Linked DNA regions of Hordeum vulgare: region 1 is linked to region 2. A link is a contact called in public Hi-C data. All regions are on one chromosome and are shown on one strand. The core of a region is the stretch at or near the end of the contact, and the rest is flanking DNA. Distances in the headings are between cores, read along the strand shown.

Region 1 (5,667 bases), core at 3,050-5,549, 670 kb after region 2:
ATAAAATTGTCACATTTATGGCTAGTGTTACAAAAAACTACCATTTAAAAATCCCCGAAAACATATCACTTTTTGCGTCGCCTTTTAGAAAAAAAACAAGTTGTTGAATCGTTAAGTTCTAATTGTGTTTATGATATACCTTGATCACCCGACAGGTCTACGTCAGCCCTGAACAAACGATGTGTACAGTGATGGACGTTAACACTCTAACTTGTTTCTGCCGGTTTTGGAAACCTCCTTGAAGGTTGCCAAACCGGCCTTTTCTTTTCTCCGTTGGTTTCTTTCACTGGTATTTGCGGTTGTTTTTGTTATTTTTCCTTTTTTCATAAATTCACAATTTCCCACAAAATGTTCAAATTTTGTTGAGAGTTTCAAAGATTGTTTGCTTTTAAAAAATTGTTCAAAAAATTTCATTTTCCAAAAAATGTTAAGAGTTTCAAAACAATTCACTTTTTTTAAAATATTCCAAAACTTTAAAATTTGCTATGAATTTTGAAAATGTTCGAAATTTCAAAAATGTTTACATCTTTCTAAATTTAATTTTTTTTGTTTGTTGTTCAATAAATTTTTGGAATTTTAAAACGTGTTCACAATTTCAAAAAATATTCAGAATTTAAAAAACAGTTCACTTTTTTTAAAAAAACAGAGACATTAAAAATTGTTTAAAAATTTAAAAGTGTCCACATTTTTCTAAAAAGTTCAAGCTTTGTGTGTGTTGTTCAATAAAAGTGCGGAATTTTAAAAGGTGTTCACCGTCAATATAACTCAAGTTGCAAACGAACGGGTCGCGGTGAACAGTCGACACAACATATCGGACAGGCGGCCGATCTGATCTGCGTGTCAGCTGGCCGACGGGTAGCATGTCTTGAAACATGGCCTTTTCCTCTCGTTTGGACATAATGCACGAGTGACCCAGTGTAGAAGAAATAACTAGTTAGGCCTTGTATGGACAGTGATAACAAGGCCTGCTAGTCTGGCCCGTGTATTTCTACAATACTGGCCCCTGCTTCTTTTTTGAAGCTCGATACTATGACAAACACTTCTGCTTCATGTTGATCTCAAGAAATCAGAATATCTGACAGATCACAGAATCATGTTTTGGTGTGCATCAGTGCATGGTGCAATCTGGTGCTTGTAGACATTGAAGTAGCAATGGAATTCTAATAGAAAGAAGAGCAGGTTCTCTTTCTGGTGCGTAATTGTTTCATATCCTTACAGGAGCTCTCTAGACAAGCTCATGTACCACACAACAACTCATACCTATCAGAGGGGATGATCAAGCGCACCATGATGAGCGGTAAATCAATCCTCCCGATTTATTCAACCGCAGCGAGTTTTGTTGTTCTCCGAATCGCAATGAGCAACCACGGTGGCCTTGCTGTCGGCGACGGCAAGCAATTCCTGGCCTCTTCAGAGAGTGAGACTCTCCTGTGCTTCATACTGCAGCAAGCACTAGCAGCTTCAACCTACAAGCTAGTAGCTCTCATGCCCCGACCAGATCCTGGACAGTGTCATAGCTGTGACTGAGTGAGTAGTGTCTGTTGTACTGTCGTCTCCTCCTCGCCGTCAGACTCTGGAGCATGCCACCGTAGCCGGGCCGCCCCTCGTCTCCCTGGTGTTGTAAGAGCTGCACCCGGGACACTTTTGCGCCAGGACGTGGAAGCGCACGCTCGACGTCGCCCCGCAGTCGTTGCAGAGGATCCATACCTGGAAGAAGAAGAAGCACATCACTGTTTGTTCAGGTTGCAGCATTGGCAAGATGGTTAAATATGGTGTGTGGTTGTCAGTTTGTTGCTTACCATCTTCTTCTGGTAGAACTCTGGCATGGGTGTGGCGGCGACCTCCTGGTCGAGCTTCTGCCACGCATCGGTCATGTCGCAGGCCGACCGCGAGCAGACCGGGCACGAGAAGCTGGCGAAAACAAACCAACCAAGCAGCTTGATCAGATCAGACCCTCTCGTCCATTACATGTGAACAAACGGTTGCCTGAAGAAATGCTTACTGGTGATGAACCCTCATCTCGTTCAGGCACTCCAAATGGATCGTGTGCCCGCAGTGCAGTACGCTGATGTCCATGGTCGAGTCAAATAGATACTGCGATTCAAAAACATGGCTGTCTTTTAAAGATCAAGAATTGCAAATTCAGGAGCGTTTAGGGCCTTGATTAGAGCAAAGCCTCACCTCGTAGCAGACAGGGCAGTTTTGATGCATTGCTCTCTCTACACAATGATGAGAGTCCTTCAAAACATTGCTGTAGCAACACCCTGTCAGTGAACAAGGACATAATTGTTGTTAGAGCAATCTTTAATGGACAGACATGCCATGAAAAGCTTCCAACACAGTAACTTTCACACCCAACGCACCGCATTTTTCGCAGTGGAAGAAATTGTCCATGCCACCAGTTCTGAAAAAGGAGAAGAATGTATCCAATATTTGACCATTCTGGAAGAGAAAAACAGTAAACGTGCCGAGGAAAAGAAGGATGGCTGTAAATTAAATTTGGCACTTGCCTGCAGATGCCGCATCCATCGCAGTGATACTGGTTCTTTGAGATCTGCAACAAAGCAACATGGCTGTCAGACATCGAATACGAGAATGCTTAACAGAGTAACTAATCCTTGGCTCAGGAATGTGAACACGCGTACATCATCGTCAAAGAAGTTGCATTTTTCACAGAAGTATTTCCCCATGCATGCCCCACAACCGGAGCAGTTCTTCTGCACCTGTTGATCCAAACGAGCAGTTTTCATGTCATGCCACTAGCACAGCCAAAAGGTGAAAATTACTGTAGAACGCTTGTCAGTAGGCACGTACATCCTGTTCTTTGTTGCAGAGAGAGCAGATGACCTGTGACACATCACAAAGTAGAGTAGCTTCAGTAAGTAGGCAATCCTACATTAGGTAGGTGAGTTCTTATGATTCCTACTGAGTACTGACTAGTGTTTTCCTTGGAGAGAAAAATAGAAGAGAGAATAAGAAGTCCACTAGTATTATTGGTCAATACAATTATATGACCAGAGAGCTAGTGGACATGGACACATGGCGGATGCAATCAGGTATGCGCCATCCATGGACCAGGTAGCTAGGAGTACATGGCTACCGGATGCAATCATGCGCTTCAATTATGCGCCAGCTCAATCATTGAAGTGCCGTTAAATCAGAAAAAATAATCTTGGTTGACAGCGAAGCATCCTTTGCCCTTTCCATTTCTTCGACTGCCTTTCCCCTTTCCCCTTTTTCTCCAAGCCGCCTTCCGTGTGGCGACGCCGACACATCGTCGCATCCGCCGCATGGACGGACGGGCCTACCTAACAATCATGTGGCGTGGATGACCACAGATGCCGGCCACTTGCGCCCATCTTGATGGCGAGAATCGGAATATAAAACAGAAATATCAAGACCCGGCGGGCCGTCATTCAAGATAAACCTTATCTGACGAAACCGGGCGAAAGAAAAAAGATGTTGGGATGGGCGACCGGGCTCCCTTGGCCACTGCATGGCAGTTGGTGGCTTGGAACTGTCCATGCGTGCATAGCCATGACCACAGGGTTGAAAGGGAGTGAGCAACTGGGATTGCAATTCTACCGCCGGTACCCAGTGGCCAGTGGAGGAGGAAGAAGAAGGTCCAAGGCGTACATCAAAGTAAGGAATGACTTGGGGTTGAATTAAGTAACAGAGGGTGCTACGGAGCACACACACGCACCTTGCTGATTTCGTGGCGGGGGATGTCGTGCCGGTCGAGGACGTCCACCTCGAGCGAATTCTGCAGCAACCAACACAGACAAGCCCAAATGTCTCAGAACTGCTCCGAATTCAGAGCACAGTCGGACCGACCCAAAAACCGCACGGCATATGGCGCTGGCGTTGGCGTTGGGGAGAAAGGAAAAGGAAAAGGAAAAGGAAAAGGGCGGTGTATGCAGACCTTAGCTTGGTTGTGGCAATGCCGGCAGCCGAAGACCTCGCCGCAGCAGGGCGCCCGTATCCTGCACCTCCTCGTGTAATGCTCGCAGCTTCACCCCGGAACTCATCGAATCAGCGGTAAACCCGAGAAAGACCGTCTCCCTCCAACTGAAAAGCTGCTTGGTTTGATTTGCTTACCCGTGCTGCTCTGCCCCCAAATCCATCTGTCCGGCCGTCTCCCGCTTTCGTGCCTCCGAGAGGCGACGCCGCTCCGCCGGAAGAGAGGAAGGAGGCGGGGGTCCGGGAGAGCCTCGCTGCCCTACGTCCGCGCCCGCGCCCGCGCCCGCGCCCGGCGGGAATTAGTAAGAAAGAATGGGGAGGCTGTGCTGTGCGTGTTGGAGGAGAAGCGCGGGACGCGGGCCGGGTATATAGGCGGACTGCCGGGTGGGGGGCTGGACCTGGACCTGGACCAGCTTCTCTGTTTTTTCTTTTCATTTCATTTCATTTCAGGAGTTCAAGTTTTATACTCCTTTCGTTTTAAAATATGCATCTTAATTTTATATTAACTTTAATACAAAAATATATTAAAATTAAGAAATTTAGTTTGAGACAGGAGTTTGTGCGCCATCTTCTTCTTTCCATGACAAGAATTCCAAGTTTAATACTCCGTACAATAATGTAAAATTTAATACTCCCTATAATAATGTAAAAAAGAAGACTCTCACCCAGAATTTTTTTTGTAAGGAATTTCCTTTTGAGATGCAGTGGACATAACCATGTCAACTCTTTTATCCTCTTTTATTTATTTGACGATATGTTCGAAGCAAACTTGTTGGGATGATGCACTAGACGTGAGCTGGAAAGGCTAATTGTACCGATGAACCCGTCAATCACCATCCGCGCCAACAAAAAATAAGGCAAGTTGCCGGCAGCAGCAATAAGATACGCGCCCACGGAGTCGGCGGACCAGATAGAGAGTAGAACGGCGCCGTGGCTGGAAGCGGATTAGGATGACGGCGGTTACACGTAGACGTAGGAGCGGATAGCGTGCGGGGTCGCCGGACCAGCTTGTGCACGTACCATTCAAGGTTACCCACAGCATGCACTGATCCTACTTGCCCACTTTCTAATTGTCTACACACAATGTTTTGTTTGCCTTCGGTGAAGGGTGGATGATGACGACGATGCGCTTTCGGCTCGCTTTGATGATAAGAATCGTTGCTATGTAGTTTACAAATCTAGATATGATTTTTATTATTCTTTTTATATTCATTGTACTATTATGATTGAAAATAAATAGATCAGAATTTTTCTCTTAAAAAAATTGATACTCACAACCTTTTATTTAAATAACCTACATTCTATATTCGTAAAAGAAGACCTACACTGTGTAAAATGCATCTGCATTTTTTGGGGTGTTTTGAGGTTGGTCATAATGAAAGTATCTTTAAAGAAGAATCTGCTGTCGTGATGGTTCAACCTCGTTTCCCTCGCCTCGTTCGATCCGTCCTCCGCGCGTGTGCCAAAGAAAGGCCTCCTCGCTCGAAAGAAAAAAAAATCACTTACCCACGTCGTCCGACCTTCTAGGCTCCCACCTTCCCCCAATTCCATCGCTCTAGATCTCATGGGGCTTTATCACCGTCGCTGACCTCCTGCTGCGGGGAGGGCGATGAGCAGGAGCGGTGCGTCTATGGCATCGATGAGTGACAACCTAGGTAACTCGATCTCCCTGTCCTTGCTCCACCTCATTTTCTCCCCTTAAGCTTT
Region 2 (5,903 bases), core at 1,655-4,154:
CTCTGGTTGCCAGATTGGAGATGGGCGATACCCTCGCGGAGTTTGAGGCAGCCGAAGCGGAGGAGGCGGAGGAGGAACAGACCATCCTCAACTCTCTCCACTCAGAGGCGGAGGCGGAGGCCAACCGCCGCTATCTACGCGAGGCATGGGCGAAGGTCGACAAACACTTTGGCCAGTTTGGAGCCTGACGGACTCTTTGCCAACTTGGAGTCCAACGAGGAGCCGGAGCTGCCCGCGGCGGCCAACGACCAAGAAGCCAGTCCGTCAACCTATGCCGGCACAGAGGTCGTCTACATCTCCGACAATGACTAGTTTAGGCTAGGTTTATCTTTGTAATAGTGCGTAACTTTTAGGTTGCATGGTGTAGTATAGTATGAAATTTGAGGTATTCAGTTGCAACATATGGAAAATGAGGGGTGACCGCAGGCTCATAACTATCTACGTTATCAGCCTACCAGGTCACTGCAGACGCAAGAAAGGTATCTACACATTTCCTCCAATGAAATAAAGGGGGAAACAATGTGTGCACTGACTGGTATTCAGTTACTAGCAGTACTGATCTTCAGCCCTCGCATACTCTTAAACTGAACCAAATCTCAATGTGTGAAAAAAGAAAAAAAGTTTCTAAGTTACAGACATAGCACGGTAACAGGGAGCAAATTTCTGAGTTACAACAGAGATATAGCTGCAACAATGTAACATAACCAAAACTCAAGTTCCTCGTGAATGAATTAAGTAAACTAGTGTTACAACAAAACAATGCTACGGACAAGCTAGCTTACAACAACGCTGCAGACGCTTACAAGAAAGCAGGCAATACATGCGAGTTCAAAAACACTCTATCAAGAATAATAACTGAGACTCAGCTCACCTTACTCAACCAGGTATTCAGGAGGAGGCTGCGCATGTATTGACACCATCCTTGCAGTCGCGTGTTAGGTCATTGAATGTCTCCAACTTCCTCTTCCCCCTGAGGAACACCTCAGTGTCGACTGCAACCCTCATGTAACCATCGAACTCCACCGGTTTGCCATTGTTGAGCTCCTTAGTTTCAGCATACCAGTCACTATTTTCATCCCAAAGATCCTTGAAATCATCCAGGAAACGCGTCTTGTACTTGTTCTTCAGCGGGTCGAAGAACGATTTATCGGACTCATCGGTAGCAATGTACAAATACCGTCCAGCACCAACCTTATCATTGAGTGTCGTAAGGAGATTTTCTGGCGAGGTATCTGCATCAAGGTTTGGCCAAAGCTGTGTGTTCTGGGCTTTCTCTCCTCTCACAACATGCATCGAGTCGAAATCCCAACTCATTCGGGAGGCAATGGCAGACACAATCTCCATCAAGCGGCGCGACTTCCACAAGAAATGCCATGGCCGTTTGATCATGGCCTCTGTCTCACCCTCGCACACACGTGACCAGTAGTTATCCGGCTCAACATGCCCAAACTTCCTCATGATCAGCGTGTCCTTGACGTCACGAAGTTTCATGGGGGTCACCTTGATGTCTTCAGTATAGTGATTCTTCAGTCGATCCTTCTTGTGCCACTTCCCCCAGTCTGTCCAGAACTGACTCTGGTCGATCACAGATGCAGATTCCTTCAGGTGCTCAAAATCAAAGTAGAACCTGAAATCCTTTTCTTCGTCCTTGCCACTGGCGGTATACCGTGAATTGAGGCAGACGCTGAAGTCCATGACAAGCGTCCGGTTCAAGAACTGCGCCTCGCCTAGCGCACACAAGAAACCCCAAATGTAGTGGTTCATGCTCTTGCACCTCTCGCCACCGCCCATATAAATGAGGTACCTTCCACGGCTGAAATCGGATTCAGAAGCGACCACCGGCATGCTGTCATTGACGGCATCGCCGACAACAAACACCTGGTCTGCAGCGGTTGTGGTGTCCGCATTAGCACCATTCTCGTCGATCCTCATCTGGGTCTTGGCTGGCACGAAGTCCGTGGTCACCGGTGCCTCACGCTTTCCCTTCTTGCCCTTCTTGCCCTTGCGTCGCCCACTGCGCTTGGCGCCGGTGCCGGAGTGGTACTCGCCGACGCTTCCCACCACGAGGGAGCATGTGTTGACATCGCGGGCGAGCGTGAACCGGCGGTAGTCCTTGTAGTAGGTGGTGCGTCCTCTGGCGTCTTCCGCTGGGCGGAAGCGCCAGGCGAGGTCGCACGCCATGGGGCTCTCCGGCACGACGACGGGGCGGCCGAAGCGATAGAAGTGGAGGTCGGGGAACCTCTCGATCGCCGTACGCATGAGCAGGTTGAAGAGCTCCCTGTCCCCCGTGCAGTCCACCGGCGCCTCCGTGTCGCAGGAAACAGCCTCGACGATAGGCTTCTCCTCCTGGGCGGCCGAGTTGGAATCGGCGTCAGTATCGACGGTGACGGACTGCTCCGTCTCTGCCTCCGTTTTCTCGGATCCAACATCGGAGAGCTCGATGAACTTGGGTCCCGCAGTGGTGGGGGCGTCCTCGGAGGAGTTGGAGCCGGTAGCGAAGTCCTCCCCGGTACGGAGCACGGAGTCGTCGGCGAGGAAGGTGGAGTTGGAGGTGGCGGAGGTGAGGAACGCGGTAAGCTGGTGGGAGGAAGGGTGCAGCAGCGGGTCGTCGGGGCTGTGGACGGCGGCGAGGAGCGTGAACGCGAGAACGGCGGCCACGAAGAGCCCGAATAGGAGGTTGCCTCCCGACCGCAGCGCCGCGCGCAGGTCGAGTGCGCCGCCGCGCCACAGCGGCGCCGACATCCCCACCCCTCGCCCCAGCATTCGCCCGGATCTGGAAGAGGGAGGCGCGGATTGAGAAGCGACGGCGAGGGGGAGGGATCTGTCTGGGGCGCCGACAGGGGGACAGAACGAGCTGAGCTGACGAAAGCGGTGTGACCGTGTGAGTGCAGTTTACTCCAGTTTTTTACTGGGGGACGCGGTCGCGCTTGAGTTGATGACTTTGTCGAACAGTTTCGATAATTCACATTTTAGGGGCTGTTTGTTCGCGGTCTAAGATTGTCATATCTAACTTTAGTCATGGCACAATACTTTAAACACATTTATGGTTTGTCACATTTTTATAGGTATATGATTCATATATGTCATAGACTTAATTTTTTATCAAATATTGTCACACTTATGGTGTTTATTTTGTTAACCACACTTTTTTGACAGCCACACTTTATCTAAGGTTAGTTATGGCAAAGTTAGTCATGAACCAAACATGCCATTAGTTATCTCATTCTCGCTTCGTCCGAAAATACTTATGATATAAATAAATATATTTAATATATATTTTAGTTTTATATACATTTATTTTTATATATTTATGTGATAAGTAATTTCGAACGAAGGGAGTATCTAACTATTGAACCGTTTAATAAAATTTTAAAATTCGTAAGTCTTTTTTAAGGAACTGAAAGGCTTCTACGCTGGTTGAAATTTTTGACCGGACTGCCCCAGCCGATCGATGCGTTTTATGCCATCGTTAGATGTGAGCCAATCTTCTTCTTCATCCCCTCGCTGACATCTCCCATACGAGAAAATTTTAGGGGGAAACATAGTTGTCGTGCTCGCTCTAGGCTACCTGCGCAGGCGACTACCTCGTGCTCGCCCCCGACCGCCCCGTGCTCATCGTCTTCAGTCGTCGTCGAGGAAGATACCTCAATGGTCGTAAAAGCATGGCCTTCGTCGTCGCAGCAATTTCAATCGTCGGTAGTAGCAAACATCGACAATGGCTGCAATAAAAAATGTTATCGCGCCGGTTATAGCTCACCGTGCATGCCGTCCCAGCATCCTGTCGTGTCGGTCGCAACATTTGTGTTGTCCGTTGTAGCAAAATTGACCTTACAGTCTCGCAGGCCATAGCATGGCCGTTTGGTTGTAACATTTTGTGTCATCGATTGTAGCAAAAGTTTACGACAGTTGTAGCAAAAACATCATTACCATCATCGCAAGTCATATCATGCCACTTGATTGTAGCAAAAATTATTATCGGTCTTAACAAAAAAAGTCAAGATGATTGCAGTAAAAAGATGTTGTCTGCGCTGTCGCAAATAGCAGCGTGACCATTTGAATGTCGTCCTCCACTGTTGTTCTTTCTAGCGGAGGGCAATGGCTAGATCTCCTTTTTCTTCTCGTGGAAGAAAGAACGATGTAAAGCTCCTAAAGGCTAGGTAAATGCTCATACTTACCGCTGGTTGTCGCTTAGTTGGGAATTTGAAATATCACATTCCTTCTCTATCTTTATTAGTGTAGCATGTTTTCTACCGAAAATCCAAGTCTCCTTCGAGGATCATCTGCTCCGGTTGATTAAAAAATAAAAACATAATAAAAATCCAAAAAATTATGTGGTAGATATTTTGATGCGTGAGGTCCATTTTAAATTTTAACATATTTAAACATCTGAGCAGCTCTCGGCAAAAAAGGCTAATGGGGTCACAACAGCTGAGAGCTACTCAGACGTTCAAATAAATTAAAATTTGAAGCGTTCCTCACGCATCAAATTATCTACCACACAAAAGAAAATTGGATTGTTTTGAATTTTTCTACTATTTTTTCGATTTTTTCCGTGACTGCCGGTGCAGATGAGCCCGAGAGAGAAACACCGCTCTCGTTTTCTACATCAAAAATAAAATAAACTAATTTTAACATTAGTACGAACATAAATGTTTATATATATGTACATAAGTCATTGTTCTTGTCGTTGGCCATGTTTTCGTTACGCTATTATCATTGTGTGAGGCCTTTTAACGTGTTTGTTTTTTGTTCGTTCATCATGTTGTCCTGTAGATGTATCATTTTTCTTCTGTCAACGTAATGTGTGTTGCATGTGTATAGTAAATGAAAGTTGTATGTCCATTCTCGACTCGTAATTGAACCTGTAGTTATTTTCACCCGAGTTGCAAACCCACTATCGACTTACAGTTGGTATATTTTTTTTTGTTATCCTAGTTGCAAGTCCATCCTTGACTCGCAACTATTGTCACACCAATTGAAACCCACCCTCGACTCACACGTTTTTTGTCATCCGAGTTGCATGTACACCCTCGACTCACAGTGGGCTCCTAGTTGTTTTCATCCCGGTTGGAAGCCACGCTTCGACTCGCAACTCGGACTGCCTTTTTGTTTTTCTCTCAGTTGCATGTCCATCTTTGACTCGTAGTTAGGACTATTTTTTGTATGTTCCAGTTGCAAGTCCATCTTCGACCCGCAAACTAGGCTCATAGTTGTTTCTAGTTCCATTTGCAAGCTCATCCTCGACTCGCAACTCGGTCACGTAGTTGTTTTTGTCTTAGTTGCAAGTCTATCCTTGACTCGCAATTGGACTTAGTAGTTATTTGTGTACCAGTTGCGAGCTGACCCACGACTCGAAATTGGACCCGGTAGTTATTTTTTTTCTAGTTGCAAGCTCACCCTCAACTCGCAACTAGACCTTGTAGTTTGGTTTTCGTTTCAGTTGCAAGTCAACCCTCGACTCGCAACTGGGCATGTAGTTATTTTTTTTCCCAGTTGCAAGCCCACCCCCGGCTAGCAACTGGGCACCTAGTTGTTTTCGCCTCAATTGCAAGCCTGCATGTAAATGTTTTTTTCTCGGTTGCAAGCTCACCCTCGACTCGCAACAGAGCATGTAGTTTGTTTTTCATCCCAGTTACAAGTACACATTCAACTTGCAACTGGGCCCGCATTTTTTATTTTGGCCCAGTTGCAAGTCCAACCTTCACTCACAATTGGGTATGTAGTTGTTTTTGCCCAGTTGCATGTACACCCTCGATTCGCAACCGAGTTTTTTGTAGGTTCTAGCCGCCCTATTTCCAACTAAACCATTAGCTTGCAAATGCACCTCTTTTACTTTTGTAGGTGTCCCAATTGCAAGTCAACCCTCTGTTGGGGAACATTGCATGGTGTTAGAGCATATATCT

The links. A called contact is a pair of places that touch in the nucleus more often than the background predicts.
Region 1: a Hi-C map of leaf shows a contact between it and region 2, with 10 times the contacts expected there. The contact joins the promoter of LOC123430073 here to the promoter of LOC123430024 in region 2. A contact is called at or near these places in 1 of 6 Hi-C or Micro-C datasets (leaf) and 1 of 1 datasets of contacts at active chromatin or transcription factors (embryo).

What each region holds. Positions count from the first base shown.
Region 1 is chr1H:250,429,395-250,435,061 of MorexV3_pseudomolecules_assembly, forward strand. LOC123430073 (E3 ubiquitin-protein ligase RZFP34-like) reads right to left here and starts at 4,300. Exons shown (of 11, transcript XM_045113991.1): 1 at 4,099-4,300; 2 at 3,923-4,010; 3 at 3,704-3,763; 4 at 2,815-2,847; 5 at 2,646-2,723; 6 at 2,511-2,554; 7 at 2,364-2,404; 8 at 2,182-2,264; 9 at 2,003-2,094; 10 at 1,800-1,911; 11 at 1,029-1,707. The coding sequence starts at 4,124. The coding sequence ends at 1,567.
Region 2 is chr1H:249,764,530-249,770,432 of MorexV3_pseudomolecules_assembly, forward strand. It overlaps LOC123430024, which reads right to left and starts at 2,905. Exons shown (of 1, transcript XM_045113957.1): 1 at 639-2,905. The coding sequence starts at 2,763. The coding sequence ends at 889.